Regions from separate parts of the Mus musculus genome. Here region 2 is linked to region 1. Evidence: chromatin contacts called from public HiChIP or PLAC-seq data. All regions are on one chromosome and are shown on one strand. The core of a region is the stretch at or near the end of the contact, and the rest is flanking DNA. Distances in the headings are between cores, read along the strand shown. Region 1 overlaps Adck1 (aarF domain containing kinase 1). Region 2 overlaps Nrxn3 (neurexin III).

What was found. HiChIP or PLAC-seq counts read pairs in DNA pulled down with a chosen protein or histone mark.
Region 2: an H3K4me3 HiChIP or PLAC-seq map of embryonic basal ganglia shows a contact between it and region 1, with 5 times the contacts expected there. The contact joins two enhancer-like sites. A contact is called at or near these places in 1 of 15 datasets of contacts at CTCF or cohesin (stem cell-derived epiblast-like cells), 2 of 484 Hi-C or Micro-C datasets (the G1E-ER4 cell line and double positive thymocytes) and 1 of 115 datasets of contacts at active chromatin or transcription factors (embryonic basal ganglia).

What each region holds. Positions count from the first base shown.
Region 1 is chr12:88,386,552-88,392,711 of GRCm38.p6, reverse strand. All of the region lies in intron 3 of Adck1 (aarF domain containing kinase 1), which reads right to left. Among named protein-coding and RNA genes, the nearest start is that of 3200001D21Rik, 12 kb to the right of the region's middle. Within about 2 kb of position 3,706, at least 19 of the 459 cell types and tissues checked have an H3K27ac peak or open chromatin away from gene starts, as enhancers often do. A contact at or near this core is called in embryonic basal ganglia, where this site is marked.
Region 2 is chr12:89,145,597-89,151,756 of GRCm38.p6, reverse strand. All of the region lies in intron 3 of Nrxn3 (neurexin III), which reads right to left. Among named protein-coding and RNA genes, the nearest start is that of Gm40537, 180 kb to the right of the region's middle. Within about 2 kb of position 2,571, at least 39 of the 459 cell types and tissues checked have an H3K27ac peak or open chromatin away from gene starts, as enhancers often do. A contact at or near this core is called in embryonic basal ganglia, where this site is marked.

The DNA.
Region 1 (6,160 bases), core at 2,457-4,956:
ATCAGGTTTAAGAGTTCTCTGGTGGAGTTTTTGGGGTCACTTATATATACTATCATATCATCTGAAAATAGTGATAGTTTGACTTCTTTCTTTTCAATTTGTATCCCTTTGGCCTCCTTTTGTTGTCTAATTGCTCTGGCTAGAACCTTCAGTACTATATTGAATAAATAGGTAGGAAAAAAGTGGGCAGCCTTGTCTAGTCCCTGATTTTAGTGGTATTTGCAATCCCCATCAAAATTCAAACTCAATGCTTCACAGAGTTAGAAAGAGCAATTTGCAAATTCATCTGAAATAACAACAACAACAATTAAAAAAAAAACCTAGGATAGCAAAAACTATTCTCAATAATAAAAGAACTTCTGGTGGAATCACCATCCATGACCTCAAGCTGTACTACAGAGCAATTATGATAAAAACTGCATGGTATTGGTACAGTGACAGGCAGGTAGATCAATGGAATAGAACTGAAGACCCAGAAATGAACCCACACACCTATGGTCACTTGATCATTGACAAGAGAGCTAAAACCATCCAGTGGAAAACAGACATCATTTTCAACAAAAGGTGCTGGCTCAACTGGTAGTTAGCCTGTAGAAGAATGCAAATTGATCCATTCTTATCTCCTTGTACAAAGCCCAAGTCCAAGTGGATCAAGGACCTCCATATAAAGCCAGATACACTGAAAATAATAGAAAAGGAAGTGGGGAAGAGCCTCGAGCACATGAGCACAGGGGAAATTTTCTGCAACAGAACACCAATAGCTTATGCTCTAAGATCAAAAATTAACAAATGGGACTTCATAAAATTGCAAAGCTTCTGTAAGACAAAGGACACTGTCAATAGGACAAAACAGCAACCAACAGATTGGGAAAATATCTTTACCAATCCTACATCCAATAGAGGGCTAGTATCCAATATATACAAAGAACTCAAGAAATTAGACTCCAAAGAACCCTATTGAAAAATGGGGTACAGAGATAAAGAATTCTCAACTGAGGAATACCAAATGGCTGAGAAGCACCTAAAGAAATGTTCAACATCCTTAGCTATCAGGGAAATGCAAATCAAAACAACCCTGAGATTCCACCTCACACCAGTCAAAATGGCTAAGATAAAAAACTCAGGTGATAGCAGATGCTAGCGAGGATGTGGAAAAAGAGGAACACTCCTCCACTGCTGGTGGGATTGCAAGCTGGTACAACCACTCTGGATATCAGTCTGGCAGTTCCTCAGAAAAATTGGACATAGTACTACCTAAGGACCCAGCTATACCACTCCTGGGCATATACCCAGAAGATGTTCCAACATGTAGTAAGCACATATGCTCCACTATGTTCATAGCAGCCTTATTAATAATAGCCAGAAGCTAGAAACAACCCAGATGTCCCTCAACAGAAAATGTTGTACATTTACACAAATGAGCTATTAAACTCAGCTATTAAAAACAATGAATTTATGAGATTCTTAGGAAAATGGATGGAACTAGAAAATATCATCCTGAATGAGTAACCCAATCACAAAAGAACACACATGGTATGCACTCACTGATAAGTAGATATTAGCCCAGAACCTCAGAATACCCAAGATACAATTCACAGACCACATGAAAATCAAGAAGGAAGACCAAAGTGTGGATACTTCGATCCTTCTTAGAAGGGGGAACAAAATACTCATGGAAGGAGTTATAAAGACTAAGTGCAGAGCAGAGACTGAAGAAAAGACCATCCAGAGACTGCCCCTGGATGTATCTGGGAATCCATCCCATATACAGTCACCAAACCCAGACACTATTGTGGATGCCAACATGTGTTTGCTGACAGGAATCTGTTATAGCTGTCTCCTGAGAGGCTCTACCAGTGCCTGACAAATACAGAGGTGAATGCTCACAGTCATCCATTGGACTGAGCACCAGAAGATGAGAGAAAGGACACAAGGAGCTGAAGGGGTTTGCAGCCCCATAGGAGGAACAACAATATGAACTCACCAGTACCCCCAGAGCTCCCAGGGACTAAACCACCAACCATAGAGCACACATGGTGAGACTCATGGCTCCAGCTGCATATGTAGCAGAGGATGGCCTTGTTAGTCATCAATTCGAGGAAAGGTCCTTGGTCCTGTGAAGGCTCTATGCCCCAGTGTAGGGGAATGCCAGGGCCAGGAAGTGGGAGTGGATGGGTTATGAGCAGGGGGAGGGGAGGAGGGGATAGAGGGTTTTCGGAGGGGACACCAGGAAAGAGGATACCATTTGAAATGTAAATAAAGAAAATATCTAATTTAAGGGGAAAAAAGGAGAGCTGGCAATCTATTCAAGGTCCATCTCCTGATGTTTAGCTTAAGGCTCATCAGCCTACACACATGCAACACATGACAGAGTCCAGACAAACTCCAAAAAATTAGAGTTGTGTACGAGGACTCACATGTAGCCTTTTCTTACTACCCAGACTGAAAAAGCGTCATAATTCATACTCAGAAAGTTCCGGCCTCAGTAAGCAGAGATACCCTAAATACTGTCTCATTCCAATTAACAAATATTAAAGCAAGACCTGAAAAAAAATCCAACTAGCCCCCCAAAACTTAACAAAGCCTTAGATCAAAATTTAAGAACATTCATTACAAAATATATAATACCCAAAAAGATAAAACTCAATATCTAACAACTATTGGAAAATGAACAGATATGCAGATGACAGAGAAAGCATGACATACTTTATGTCCTGAGAGGAGGGACAAATATCAAACAAAATCAACTAAGATCTGAAACTGATGCTCCAGTTAGTAAAGAACAGCATTCAAGCCACGCCTGGTGATGCAGGCCTGCATCCCCAGCCCTCAGAGGTGAAAGGATCCCAAGCTTAAAACCTGTCTAGACTAGAAAGGGAGTCTAAGCCAAGGCAGGGTTATGAGTTAGGTGGTCTGGGTGCATCATGCCATTGTATTTCTAAAGAAACAGAAATTAAAATGATAGCTTTCCAGATCAACGAGTGTGTGTTCCCAGCTCCTCTGTAAGTGCCTTGGCAATGGTGTTTTATCACTGCAAAAGAAAAGCAACTAATTACAAAGAGTCTTACCATGGAACTCTGGCCGGCATGGCGAATGCCATGTGGGACAGGCTGACCTCCAGCTCACCAAGATCTGCCTGCCTCCTTCTCCCAAGCACCGGGATTAAGGGTGTGCACCAACACATTTATCTGGCTTTCTTCAAACATGGCTTCTGGGAACTGAACTCAGACCCTCAGACTTGCATGGCAATGAGCCATCTCCTGGACCAACACCTATATCTTAATAGGGAACGGAGTTTTAGGCTGAAGGAACTCGTCTCTAGTGGTGGAGTTAACATCACCAACAATAATTTAGGGAGTTGTAAAGTAAAAGATGTCCCGGGATCCCTGGAATTCCATCAAATGAGCTGTCACAACTAACTACAAGCACTCAGCAAACAGTAAACGAGTTGCAAATTTAAGAGAATAACAATGTTATTACTTGCAACTTGGGGCTCCCCTTGCCAAAGAGCAAGCCTGCCTGCACAGATGCCCACAGGAGTTGGGGACCTGAACTCGTCAATCTGGAGACTATCCATTTGGGAACTTCATGGCCAGAAAAGCTACAGAGAACCCTTCCCTCCATCTGCCCCTTAATCACACACAGTGAGAAAATGCATAATTAATTTGTTCTCACAGTTGCTCGGCGACCGGAAAAGTGGGGGCATTTCTGGAATGGCTGCTACAGACAAGAATAACAAATGCCAAGGCCATGAGCAGAATAACACACCCAGACAGCCTGCATCCCCTCTTGGCTCGCTGTGCTTGTTCAGGATACCCGCCTGAATGTGGGATGACAGTCTCTTTTTCACATCTATACAGTCTTATACTCTCATGGCTGACAGCAGAAATCAAAACAAACCCTCAAAAGATACAGGCAAGAAGACCTCACTCTTAGAAGGAGAGTGACGCTGAGCAGGTTTGGGGGCATATGGAGAACGTTAGGTAGGGAAGCGAGGGAAAACTGACTACAGGTAGTGGTTAGACAATGTGCTTTCAACTTGAGTGGGTATGAAATCATCTAAGAGACATGCTTCCCCGGAAGAGTTATCTGAGGGGGAATGTCCCCCGAGTGGACAGTACCTTCCAACAGAAGCCCAGACAAAAAGAGAGCTGAGGAAATGGCGGTAATGCTACTTTTGCCTGCTTGCCTTTGCATCTTGTGACTAAGTACATCTACTCTGCCGCTGTTGCTGCTGCCACCACCACGGCTGCTATCCTTCGCTAATACCAGAACCCAGCTTCTTGGGCCTTCCTATGAGAGCTGAAGATTGGTGGGTCTCTGGGAATCTTCCAGGCCTTTGGTGCCAGACTGGAACTGCAGAGGTATCCATCCTCCTACAGTCAGAAGCTACAGGGCTCTCAGCCTTTCCAGTGAACAAAGAGACATTGCTGGACTGCCTAACCTGTCCAGGTCAGCTAATCTAATTATACCACTTTGTATACATTCATGTTCTGTGTTCTGTTCCTCTCGGCCTGTGGGTTGCAACCCCTTTTGGGGGGTCTTATATCAGATATCCTGCTTATAAAGTATTTATATTACAATTCATAACAGTTATGAAGTAGCAACGTGATAATTTTATGATTGGGGTCACTACAACATGAGGAACTGTATTAAAGTGTTGTAGCATTAGGAAGTTCAGAACCTAGAGGATCCTGACTAATACAAATAACATTGACACTTGTTAGTCTAATCACATGTACTAAAGACACTGTGATGCCATAGAAAAGTGACCTGGCTTAGGGAAGTAGACAGGAATTACAGCTTAAAGTCCCTCGGTGATACGTAAACAAGAATTAGGACAACATATTTCAGGCAGAGGCACCAGGTACAGCATTCATTTTATTACTCTCTGGGCTTTGTATCAACATTTAGGACTCTTCATAGTGAGATTTGTTTTCCTAACAGAGCCAACAGCAGTTCACACCCTGCAGAAGAAAATCAGGCTGCTAATAATCCCACGACCCTGAGCTAGGGAGATGAGAGGGACATTGCCCAGGTACACAGGGGTAATCTGCACAGCTCTTGAAAGGAAGACAAAGGCAGGGGAGCACTAGAGAGACAGCAGCACAAGAACTAGACCAGACGCTGCTGGCCTGGAAGACGGGAAGAGAGGATCATGAGCCAAGACACCTGGGGCATCTATAAAAACCAGAAAGCTAGTCAGGTGTTGTCTTAACTACGGTTTCTATTGCTGGAAAGAGACCATGGCCATAGCAACTCTTATAAAGGACAACATTTTCTGGGCAGTGGTGGTGCATGCCTTTAATTCCAGTACTTGGGAGACAGGTAAGTGGATCTCGAGGCCAGCCTGGTCTTCAGAGCAAGTTCAGGACAACCAGGACTACACGGAAAAATCCTGTCTCAAAAAAACATTAATTAATTAATTAAGGAAAGCATTTAATTGGGGCTGGCTTACCATTTTAGAGGTTTAGTCCATTATTATCCTGGAGGCACACAGGCAGACATGATGCTAGAAAGGAGTTGAGAGTTCTACATCTGGATCAACAGGAAGAAAGAGTGACACTAGGCAGCATCAGAAACTTCAAAGCCCATCCCTTAGTGACACATCTCCTCCTACAAAGCCACAACTACTCCAAAGGCCATTCCTCCTAATAGTATCACTCCCTCTGGGCCTAGAGGGGTAATTTTCTTTCAAACCATCACAGATATGGTGGCACACACCTTTAATCACAGCAGAATCGGGGGCAGGAGGATCTCTATGAATTCAAGGACAGCTTGGTCTATACAATAAGTTCTAGGCCCACCAAGGTTAAATAGTGAGACCTTGTCTCAAAAAAAGGAAAGACAGAGAAAAGGAAGGAAGGAAGGAAGGAAGGAAGGAAGGAAGGAAGGAAGGAAGGAAGGAAGGGAGAGAAGTGGACAGGAGGGAAGGAATCAGAAAAATCAAAGAGATGAATGTTCCCCCAGAGCCTCCACAGGGAACACCACTTGCTGACACATTTTGTCCACACAGAATCACTCTGAGCTTCTGACCTCCAGTACCCTAAGACTGTATTGTTTTAAGCCACCATTCAATAGTAATTTCTTATGGCAACCACAGGAAACTAACATAGTAGCTGTCTTGAAATGCCTTATTTCTGAAATGGAGTTTCTAAGT
Region 2 (6,160 bases), core at 1,322-3,821, 760 kb before region 1:
TCAGGCAAGGTGCAACTATTGATACAACTGTGTTAGTACTGCTTTGAGTATAACCAACTGATTTCTAGTTGGCTGGGAGGCCTTATGCACAGGTGGGAATTCTTACCTGATCCCATAAACCTGGTCAAAAGCCTTTATGGCAAAGTCATAGGTCTTTGGAGGCTGAGGTTTGGGGACTACTATTATTTTGCTAAGTGGACATGGTGTCAAGTTTTCTTCTAAACTTCTAAATATCTACCTATGTTTAAACTCATAGATTAGTGTTGCTCTGGTCAGAAATGTCTGTTCCCATCAGGGGTCAGTGAAGGCTCCTGTGGTGTCCCGGAAAGGGATACAAATAGAAGACTGGAGAATTTGAAAGAATTCTGTGAAGTTCATTTTTCTTGCTACGGCAGCACAATTGCCCTCACAAATGCATATGCTCACCTGCACAAGACCCAGACAAGATTAAGTTCCTCACCTTTCCTTCATGGGTAGGGGGAGGGAATCACAAGGTTCCACCCTTCACTGAAGAGCTAGCTACTGGCAGGTTGATGGCTATCAGAGGAAGGAGAGGCCTTTTCTTTAGTGGTGTAGCCACTAATGAATTGCTCATGTTCCAGTAACTAATTGATTCCATCATCTATGTTTGTATGAACAACCCTAATTAGCACAGTTTGTCACAGAAACTAGAGCAAAAAAAAAACAAAAACAAAAAACAAACAAACAAACAAACAAAACCAAAAACAAAACAAAACAAAAAACCAAAAAACCAAAAAAAAAAAAAACAAAAAACAAAAACCAAAAAACAAAAAAAAAAAACTTGATATAGGGGTCAGGTTGTTGGATTCGAGACAGTAATAGGGTGTGAAATGACAAAAATACATTACATACACATCTGGAATTTTCAAAGAATAAAAACAAAACATAAAATGAAATTAAAATAGAAACAGGCTCTGTCTTATATATGTTTTTTTTTTTAAAGAATTCTAGCCTTAAGAGGAGCAATATAGAATGCAAATTCTTATATGAATCACAGCTTCAAAACTCCAGCCTGGGAGAATAAAAATAATTTTTCCCAATCTACAAACCTGGAAATTAGTAGGGTGAAAACCTGCATTAGTGAGTTCAAACCAGGTGGGTTGAACCACTGTACTGTGTACTGCCTTGTTCATGTAAAATGTTGTGTGTGTTTTCAAGAGTTACACAGACTCTAGGTCAAAACCCTTTAGTGTACAATACAAACATTACTCTCTTTACCAACATAAGTCATTTCCATGGTTAAACCCCTCTATATGTATTATTCATACTATACTGCCTATGGGTGTCCATATGAAACCTTGGTTTTGGTTTTGACTTTCACCAACCACAAGAAGAAATGAAAACATTGTTGGAATTACCTAGTCACACTCCATTTGCATTTTTCTACAAGGAACTTGATTTCAGATCTATAGAGTCTAGAAAGTGCATGATGTAATAACTTAGGAAGGGGTGTGGGTTTTACGAAGATCCAGCCACATAGATCTACAACAGAACAGTTAATCAACAGCAATAGAGAAAAGACTCTCCTTGTTCAGCCCAAAGATGTTCTACACCCTTTGCCTTGATGTTCAATAGACTTTTTGAAAGTAATATTCTCAGCCACCAAAATGGTCCAATTTTTAAGTCAGACTATGCTATGACCCTTTTGTATGCCATGAATTCCTGATACAATGGGTGGCACTGGGTAGATATGTGCATTTGGACTTAAAATATTAAAAGCAGTCTACCCTTATCAACAACTTAATGCCACTTTATTGGGAGAATCTATAAGAGCCTAGACATGTAAGAAAAGAACTATAGACCTTATGAAGACTGGCAGCTTGAAAGTTTTTTATGATAGAGATTAATAATAACTATTATTAATGAAACTTGATTCTGATGAGGTGAGCAGAAATTGGCAGCTGGAAATTCTCCGTGTAGTTGAAAGAATCCTGTGTGTAGGGCAGAAAATCTGACTTGGGAATGAAGGTCCTGACAGTTACTTATGTAAATTTGGACAAACTGGTCAACATTTCTAAGCCTCCCTTTTAGACCCACAGAATACTTAGCAGCATGCAAGCCCTACTTGTCTGGGGGAGTTGTCTCGCCACCCAGATTGAGGGAAAGTGTGTTTGAATGTGCTTTGTGACTTGTAAGTCATTATGCAAATAATTGCTCTTATTCTATGTGCATGTGTCCAGGCAAAGCCATGACTGATTCAGAGAAATGGAGAAAGTATGGTGGGAAATATGCAAGATGAGAGGAAATAGAAATGAGCAATGGGGGTGAAAGGGGGAAGAGAGAAACTGCCTAGGGCATGAAGGGATAAAAAGAAAGGAAGGGATGTGGAGGGAAACTGGTGCTGGTACAGTAACAAATAAATCCCCCAGCATGACAGCCTGCTGCTGAAGCATTTCATTTTCCCACAACATAATGGTGTGTTATTGCCCATTATCTGTTCTGTCAGTGCCAGAGTCGATATTAAATGAGGGGCAGCTGCATTTAGCTGCCATTTTTCAGCTGTCTCCACGTTGCCATGGAAACCCAGTTGTTTCTTGGTGAACCTGCCAGTAAAGAGGAGGGGGGAGGGTCAGGGAGAAGGGGAGCAAGTGCTGCAAGAGGTTGGGGTGTCAGGGGTGGAGTGAGAAGGGCTAAGGGATGTGGCAGAGGAGAGGGGGAAAAAAAGAACAGCACAGAACAGGTTTGTCACACTCTGCCTGCACCTGATAAATCAGCCATTTCGCAGGCACCATCTATACTCAGGCAGCAGATTCTCCTTTGCAGTGCCTCTCAGCTCGGACTCTCCAGGAGCTCACTAGGTGTGGGTTCTGAGATCATCCAGTTTCCCTCCTTTTACTCAACATCCTTCTCTCCTTCCTCTACTTCTTCCACTCACCCCGATGCCATTCTCAGATGGGCACTGGATCTCTGACGAACGTACAGGAGAAAACCATCTCATTTTACTAAAGGTATTATCAGGCTTTTGCACAATCGACATGCCCTCTTCTATAAAATATTCCTTTTAAAGAATCACCAGATGCTTTCTTAGTTTAAGAAATCACTGAGATATCCTGACATCGCAAATTTTAACAGAAAACTGAGCCAGATAGTCACATTACCGAGAACTAAACCTTCAGGGAAGAACCAGCTCAGAGCCTGGAGTGGTGGGCTCTCAAGCAGACTTGAAAAGTCATTTTTGGTCCGAGGCTCCTTATACATATGTACTAGAGGGCTGACTGCCTTGTTTGGCCTCAGTGGGAGAGGATGTGCCTAATTAATTCTTTAGAGATGTGATGTTCCAGGGTGGGGGTATGCCTGAGGTGAGGATCTTCTCAAAGGCAAACTGGAAGGAGGATGGGGAAGAACTCTATGAGTGGGGCTAGGAGGGACAACATTTGAGATATAAGTAAATAAAATAATTAATAAATTTTTAAAACAGTAATTTTTGACTCAAAGTGGACAGCAACCAACATAGGAGGCTGATGGACCAATCTTTTAATTTTTTTCTTCAAAATTTCTAAACTATAAACATTGGCACAAGTCTAAAAACTAATCCTAAATGATAGTTACATGGACTTTCACCTTGTAATTGTCTTAACCTAACATAGTAAAAACATGAAGCATAGGAAGACTAAAGAATTTAACCAAACTCATCACTTCCCCAAATATAACTCCCTAACTCGAAATCTCCCTTCTTTCTTCTGTGTTTCTCCTTTTCTCTCATGCAACTGAGATAAGGAGAGCTATAGATGGATCTTTCTAAGTTTTCATCCCCAATTTTAATCCCACTTTCCACAGAGTCTTTGCTTCACGTTTACCATATCTCATAAGCAATTTTGCTTGTAGACCAAGGCTTTCCAAGAATCCTGATAACTGTGAGATAATTGTCAGGGCACCACACATTGATTTTCTAACACAACAAAGCTCATTAGTACCTTACCTATGTCATGCCTTTTCTATTATAGTCACCCCTTTTGGACTCTTAATTAACCAATTACAATAATAAAAAAAATGGCAATGTGCCTGTTCTATACTTTCTTTTTTTTTTTTTTTTTGAGGGTGTCGTTTCTCCTTTATTTTTATTTTTTTTCCATTTTTTATTAGGTATTTAGCTCATTTACATTTCCAATGCTATACCAAAAGTCCCCCATACCCACCCACCCCCACTCCCCTACCCACCCACTCCCCCTTTTTGGCCCTGGCGTTCCCCTGCACTGGGGCATATAAATTTTGCGTGTCCGATGGGCCTCTCTTTCCAGTGATGGCCGATTAGGCCATCTTTTGATATATATGCAGCTAGAGTCAAGAGCTCTGGGGTACTGGTTAGTTCATAATGTTGTTCCACCTATAGGGTTGCAGATCCCTTTAGCTCCTTGGGTTCTTTCTCTAGCTCCTCCATTGGGAGCCCTGTGATCCATCTATTAGCTGACTGTGAGCATCCACTTCTGTGTTTGCTAGGCCCCGGCATAGTCTCACAAGAGACAGCTACATCTGGGTCCTTTCGATAAAATCTTGCTAGTGTATGCAATGGTGTCAGCGTTTGGATGCTGATTATGGGGTGGATCCCTGGATATGGCAGTCTCTACATGGTCCATCCTTTCATCTCAGCTCCAAACTTTGTCTCTGTAATCCTTCCATGGGTGTTTTGTTTCCACTTCTAAGTAGGGGCATAGTATCCACACTTCAGTCTTCATTTTTCTTGAGTTTCATGTGTTTCGCAAGTTGTATCTTATATCTTGGGTATCCTAGGTTTGGGGCTAATATCCACTTATCAGTGAGTACATATTGTGTGAGTTCCTTTGTGAATGTGTTACCTCACTCAGGATGATGCCCTCCAGGTCCATCCATTTGGCTAGGAATTTCATAAATTCATTCTTTTTAATAGCTAAGTAGTACTCCATTGTGTAGATGTACCACATTTTCTGTATCCATTCCTCTGTTGAGGGGCATCTGGGTTCTTTCCAGCTTCTGGCTATTATAAATAAGGCTGCTATGAACATAGTGGAGCATGTGTCCTTCTTACCAGTTGGGGCATCTTCTGGATATATGCCCAGGAGAGGTATTGCTGGATCCTCCGGTAGTGTTCTATACTTTCTAACTAAAGTCTCACAAGGACAATCTGATTCTGGGTGATATTAATATCCTCTTCAGCAGGTAGCAAAAATGAAGATCAATAACAATACACTACATCATACAACTAGTTAGATAGCTGAGCTAGAAATCAAACTAATCTCTATCAAACCTCAAACCTCAAGTATCTAGCCTCTGCATTATACTAGCTCTCTACAAAACATATACACAACCCAAAGCCCATTTTCATGATATCCTACTAACTCTATTTTAATCTGACTGCTGCTTTCAGAGCCTGGTTTACTGCACTATACCCTAAGCAATAAGTTTAATTACAATGTATTTTATTAGAATCTTGTCTGACTTGGAAATTAAACTTGTATCACCACTTGTAGTCTTGTTCTTCTCTCTGAGGTTATCTTCTGGTCTCTGCCTGACTCCATTGTGCCCATCTGTATTTCTATCTTCAAATTACAGATGGAGTCACCTTTCCATTGGCAAATCATATTCATCAAGACAAAAATGCTATCCTATCTTCGTCCTACTCAAGCCACACTAGAATACTTTACAATCTGTCCCTTGTGATCTGGCCTATGATATTCTCTATAGCCTTATCCCATCATCTCTGCCTGACAAAGCATACTTGATACTTGGAACAATGATGCTGCCTAAAAATGCCAGGAATTTATAGATCCACCTCTAGCTCTACCTATCACAGTCTGCCACAGCCTCAAAACAGAAAGCCCATATTTTTGAATGTCCACCTCTGTCTCTTTCTGGGTCTTACCACTGTTGAAAGCATAATCTAAGCTTTATTTTCTTTAGGATGTTTTTGTGATGCCTGTGTCTATGTCATGTGTTCCTTATCTGAGTGTTCTCTAGCCCTAATGTACCAGTATGGTAGTAATTATCATTTCACACTGAGATCTTTTTTCAGGATAGGGACTGAGCCTAGACCATTCAATTCTGCATTCTGGAACACTGTGGGCTGTCATTAAGTGATTACTGAAAACATTACTTATTTCATCTGACAAAAATATAAGATTATTTTTATAAATCTGAACAGATATTAAGTGGAATTTTAAATGCA